Linked DNA regions of Sus scrofa: region 1 is linked to region 2. A link is a contact called in public Hi-C data. All regions are on one chromosome and are shown on one strand. Each heading gives the region's core, a stretch centred on a gene start, on an enhancer-like site or on the middle of the called end of the contact. The rest is flanking DNA. Distances are from core to core; before and after follow the strand shown.

Region 1 (3,033 bases), core at 145-2,644, 400 kb before region 2:
AGCCAGGATAAGGCACAAATAAATATGAATATGAACAACAAAGCCTTGGAAACAGACCACCATTCTTAGTTAAATGGATTAAAAAAAAAACAAAAACTGTTCTGACCACGGGTTTTCTATGGCATGCATGTAATGAAACTGTGCATTCTGTTGGAACCATTGTTTTTAATTTAAATGCTAAAAGTAAGTATTATTATTTCATGGTCTTTCCCCCCTCCTCGCAAAAAAAAAAACAAAAAACATCGTGATCCCAGGGACTCTCCCTTGGGACATCATAATCCTATTAATGTGTTTTGGGTCATTTCCAGTGAGTTGCCTTTCCTTTCGGATAAGGGTCTAAGGAACTGATTTTGCTTTAAAAAAATACTAAGAATGGCTTGATGTTGTCATGGATCCTAAATCCTGTATTCCTGTCCTAGAGGTCTCCTCACCAAGAGCAGGGCTGCTCCTGGGGGCGAGTCTTACTGCGGGTTTTCCCCGTCTACGCGGGCGCCCCCTGCTGCCCGTCCTGGTACATGCCCAGCGAGGAATAGGGTACCAGAAGTTGCAGACCCGAAACATTCAGGCGGAGTTTATAGTCCCAAAGAGAACCACCTAAACATTTTCCGATGGACATCACTGCACACTCTGAGCAGTCCTTTCTGGGGCCTGATCTGGTATTTTAATCCAATACCCGCAGAAAGTATCTGAGCAAACATGGCTAAGAAAATGACTGGAAATGCCTTTCAAACAGTCTCAAACGAGTTCAGCCGGGCTTCTAGCAGGAAAGTTCCGTTCAGTGAGTTTGCTGAGTTCTTTGTCCTTTTCTGGGACACAGGACCAGGGAGCGGGGACCTCTGCCTTGCCGACCCGCAGTAACAATCTATGTGGATGTGGAGGGTGGCGGCGCGTTCTCGGGCTCATCTCACGCTTTCCCCAATTAGGATTTACTGCCTGACGTCACGTCTGCCGGAGATTGGCTGTTCAGATCTGACACTCGGTTCCACTGCGAGAGAAACTTTTTAAAGACTCTGCAGCCTGGGCTGCAGCTGAGCGTCCCGCGCGCTCACACCCGCCCTCGCCCACTCTCGGCGGGCCGCGGGCGGGGCACCCCCTACGCCCCCCGGCGCGGCGAGTGGACCTTCACCTAGCAAAGCCCGCGCCCCTCGCCCCTCCCCTCCCGGGCCTCGCGCTCCCCACCCCCACCCCGCCCCCTCCTCCCCGCTGCTTTCGGCTGGGGTCTGGGGCAGCTCAGCCGCCCTCAGAACTTCCTCCCCTGCAACCGAGTTTTCCTCCTCCCCACTTTTCCCCGGCTCCCGGCAGTTTACCGAGGAGCCTAAGCGCGCGCAGGCGGCCGCACCGGGCGAGCCGCACGGCCGGGGGCGGGGGCCGGAGGCGCCGGCTGTGGCCCGCGATGGCGGGGGCCTGGCTCAGGTGGGGGCTCCTGCTCTGGGCAGGGCTGCTCGCGTCGTCCGCGCACGGCCGGGTGCGGAGGATCACCTACGTGGTGCGCCCGGGCCCCGGCCTGGCGGCGGGCGCCTTGCCCCTGGGCGGGCCGGCGCGCCCGCGGACCTTCAACGTCGCACTCAACGCCAGGTACAGCCGCAGCTCGGGGGGCGCCGGGGCCCCCTCGGAGCGGACGCGGCGCACCAGCCCGACCGGCGGCGCGGCCCTGCAGGGGCTCCGGCTGCCACCGCCACCGCCGGAGTCCGCCCGTCCCGGGGGCCCCGGCGGGCAGCTCCACCCCAAGCCCGGCGGTCACCCGGCGGCCGCCCCGATCGCCAAACAAGGCAGGCAAGCGGTGCGCTCCAAAGTGCCGCAGGAGACCCAGAGTGGTGGGGCCTCGAGGCTGCAGGTTCAGCAGAAGCAGCAGCTGCAGGGGTAAGCCCACACCCTCCCTCCTTCCTCGCACGCGCGCTCTGCCCGCGCTGGGACACGCGGGGTCGCGGGCGTCGTGCGCGGTGGGTCCTGCCTTCTCTTCCCGGTTCGCGTCTGCCTGCCTTACTTGGAGCGCGGCGGGTAGAGCCGAGTGCGGGGAAGCCGCGGAACTCTGAGAATAAACTTCGATCGCATTGTTACTGAACTGTGGGTAAACACAAAAGGCATTTCTGCCTGGGGCGTAACCTCCTGTGCACGAACCAAATTACTCCTAGAAGATGGGCGTAAACATGAGGTCACTACAGCTTAATCCCTCAGCATCAATTAAACTTTGCAACTTCAGTTTAACTTTTTTCTAGTTGATGCAAAAAAAACGTTTGGACGAGGCCTGATTGTCAAGATCCAACTCCTGTTATATGACCTAGAATTTTCAGCATCCTACTCATTGTGGGCTTGGCTACCCTGCACCTGTGGGGTCTGCTTTCCTGGGGCCGGGTGCCTTAGCATTGACGGGAGTTTCACTTGGATCGTTTCTGTTATTGGTCTTTTAAAACAGCCTCCTTGCTCCGCCCCCCGCCCCCCCCCCCATTAATCACAGGTTGAGGATGTGAAGGAAAACTTGTTTTGCTTATTGTTTTTTTTTTGTTGTTGTTTTGTTTTTTCTTCGGGAGTGGTTCCAGGCATTGTGATCTCACCCCTGTTTGGACGCTTCTCTTTGAAATTCAGATTCAATTTAAACTGTGGGCGCATATAATGTACAAAATACTCTTGGCTCTCCTGTACTTTTGGAGTTTGGAAAACAGTTTTTTGGACCCTGTTCTCCCCTCCTGTAGAGTTCTAGGTTATGCAGGTTTTGGTTCTCCCATCCTTCCTGGAGGCACTGTCCTTACCTTCCTACCTGGGCAGGTTTGGGTTGGGCATCTTAGGTATCTGCTAGGACTCTCTGGAAGCCAGAGGAATGTGGAAGCAGGAGACTGGGTTCTCTGAAAGAGAGTGTTGCTCTTGCTGAACTCAGGGGTCTTGCTTTGTTTCAGGGTCAATGTCTGTGGAGGGCAGTGCTGTCACGGCTGGAGTAAGGCTCCTGGCTCTCAGAGGTGCACCAAACGTAAGTTTCCATATTCCCAGTGGCCCTGTATAGTAGGTGAAGTGGGGCTGTCCGCAAGTGGGGATCCCACA
Region 2 (2,794 bases), core at 77-2,576:
TTTCAAGTGCTTGTTGGCCATCGGTATATCTTCCTTGGAGAAATGTCTATTTAGTTCTCTTGCCCATTTTTCTACTGGGTTCTTGGGCTTTTTTGCTGTTGAGTTGTTAGCTCTTTAATAAATTAGGTTTTTTAGCTTGGAAGTAACTTCAAACCAATGTAGCATAAAAAAGAAAATAATTTGAAATGACAGAAAAAGAATAGCAGAGGATGAAGAGCCAATATGTAAAGATATAGATGGTAAGAAGAAGAGTAGCCCCGAAATGGAAAGAGTGTGTGTTCTGGGGCCAAACAGTCTGATTCTGGAATTCAGATTCAGCAGGTGCTGGACCTGGGAAAAATAACCTCACCCAGTGAAGATCATTTGTAAAATGAAGGCATCTCTCTGGTTGGCTTGTTGTGCGAATGGGGAGGATGTAGGAAGAGCAGGAACACGAGGAGTGTGGCATCTCACTAGCATTGCTGCTGCCTCTGTTCCTGGAGGCAGATGCCACAGGAGAGGAAGGTGAAATCTGCAGGAAACAAATATAGTGGGGCTTAAGTTACCTTCTCATGATGCTCATACCTTACACTTTCTATTTAAGCAAATTTTTTTTGGCTGTTTAATTTTTTTTAATATATATTCCTTCTGAATAACTAATCAGACATTATGTCCCCCTCTAGCTTCCTCATCACAGCAGAACTCTGCTCCTTGAAGGTGTTCACTCTTAACAGTTTATATTTTTTAATCTTCCATGTGTTTTTTTATACACATCGATTCTTATTATTTATATTACTTATTGTTACACATTTATATTTAAGAGAATATGTAAAGCTGAAATCTGTATCATTGATTTAAGGCACACTTTGGTTTCTGTTTTATGCTTCTGCATCTCTGAAATTGGGGGTATCTTACAACTGATGGCATCTATCAATGGCCACAAGCCATTTTTTCACATTTCAATGTTATCCAGATATGCCTTACAATCTAGGCTATCTTAGAACTGAATAAAGATGGTGACTTTTAAATGGCTGCACAGCCTCTGTTTTATGGATGTACAGGCAGACCTTGGAGATATTATGGGTTTGGTTCCAGGACCCCATAATAAAGGGAATATTGCAATAAAGCAAGTTACCCAAAATTTTAGTTTCCCAGGGTATATAAAAGTTATATTTATACTGTACTGCCATCTATTAAGTGTGCAATAGCAATATGTCTATTAAAACAAGGCACGTACCTTAATGGAAAAGTACTGGATTGCTGAAAAATGCTGACTGTGATCAGAGTCTTCCATGAGTCATCCTTTTGCTAGTGGAGGCTGGATGTCGATGCCTGCTGACTAATGAGGGTGATGGTTGCTGGAGGTGGGGGTGCCTGTGGTAATTTCTTAAGACAACAGTGACGTTTGCCACCTCAGTTGATTCTTCCTTCACAGACAATTTCTCTGCAGTATGCAATACTCTTTAATAGCATGTTACCTACAGTAGAACTTCTTTCAGAATTCAAGTCAGCCCTATCAAGCCCTGCCACTGCTTTATCAACTCAGTTCATGTAATATTCTAATCCTTTGCTTCAACGATCAATTACATTTTCTGTCTCATGTGGATAGGGTTTGTGGCACCCAAAAATAATTACAACACTAACATCCAAAGATCACTGATCACCATAACAAATAAGTAATAATAATAGGAGTTCCCTTCATGGCTTAGCAGTTAATGAACCCAACTAGGATCCATGAGGATGTGGGTTCGATCCCTGGGCTCGCTCAGTGGGTTAAGGATCTGGCATTGCCGTGAGTTGTGGTGGCAGTCAAAGACACGGCTCAGATCCTGCGTTGCTGTGGCTGTGGTGTAGGCTGGCAGCTGCAGCTCTGATTCGACCCTTAGCCTAGGAACTTCCATATGCCGAGGATGTGGCCCTAAAGAGCAAAAGCCAAAAAAAAGGTAGCAATACTTGTTTGAAATATGGTGAGGACTGCCAAAATGACATACATACAAATGAGCAAATGCTGCTGGAAAAACGGTGCCAATAAACTTGCTTGATGCAGGGTCGCCACAAACCTTCAATTTGTGAAAAGTTCCGTAAACTAAGGCACAGTAATACAAAGTATGCCTGCACCATGTCTTAATCACCTCAAGCGCTGGGCATTTGGGTTCTCTGACCCCCCAGCCCCTGCCCTGTCCTAGTCCTGATTTTCCTATTATAAATATCTAATATATAACTGTAGAAGTACCTTGGGAAGAAAATTCCTACAGATGAAAACACTACGTCCAGAAGTATATGTACTTTAAAGTTGCTATATTCCTCTGCAAAACTCCTGTACAAATGTACTCTCACATTGGCAATGTTTGAAATGCCTTTTTCCTCCTACCCTCTTACCATGGGGTATGCTTCGCCTTTAAAATTGTTATCAGGTGGGACAGATGGGTATCTTACATGCATAGCCCTTATTCCGAGGGAATTTGAGCATGTTTTGTGTATAGATGATTTGTATTTCTTTGTTGGTGAGTGTCATATCCTTTGCCCATTTGGGGAGTTGGACTTGGTGTCTTTTTCTTACTGATTTGTAGGAACTTTGTGCCTGTTTTGTTCACAGACCCAACACGTGGCTTATGGTATCCCTGTTGTTATGGAAACTCTTTTAGGAAAGGTTCAGCATGTATTTTCATTTTATTTTATCCCTGTCCTGATCCTGTGACATATTAAGTAGTTACTGCATGTAAATCTGAGGAGCCAGTGCCTTGGCAAATCAAATCTAATTGACTAAGTTTTTAAAAGAACATTTCAGTATTGTGTTGTTAGAAAGGAATTTTAG

Evidence for each region. A called contact is a pair of places that touch in the nucleus more often than the background predicts.
Region 1: a contact with region 2 is called in a Hi-C map of embryonic fibroblasts, with 2.7 times the contacts expected there. The contact joins the promoter of LTBP1 here to the enhancer-like site in region 2. A contact is called at or near these places in 16 of 47 Hi-C or Micro-C datasets (embryonic fibroblasts, epiblast stem cells, fetal heart ventricle and 10 more) and 1 of 2 datasets of contacts at active chromatin or transcription factors (skeletal muscle).

The regions. Positions count from the first base shown.
Region 1 is chr3:106,722,899-106,725,931 of Sscrofa11.1, reverse strand. LTBP1 (latent-transforming growth factor beta-binding protein 1) reads left to right here and starts at 1,394. Exons shown (of 36, transcript XM_021087653.1): 1 at 1,394-1,860; 2 at 2,892-2,962. The coding sequence starts at 1,394. It overlaps LOC110260038 (a long non-coding RNA gene), which reads right to left and starts at 2,436. Exons shown (of 2, transcript XR_002342794.1): 1 at 1,985-2,436; 2 at 1-985.
Region 2 is chr3:106,327,228-106,330,021 of Sscrofa11.1, reverse strand. All of the region lies in intron 33 of LTBP1 (latent-transforming growth factor beta-binding protein 1), which reads left to right. Among named protein-coding and RNA genes, the nearest start is that of RASGRP3, 110 kb to the right of the region's middle. Within about 2 kb of position 1,326, at least 5 of the 83 cell types and tissues checked have an H3K27ac peak or open chromatin away from gene starts, as enhancers often do. A contact at or near this core is called in embryonic fibroblasts, where this site is marked.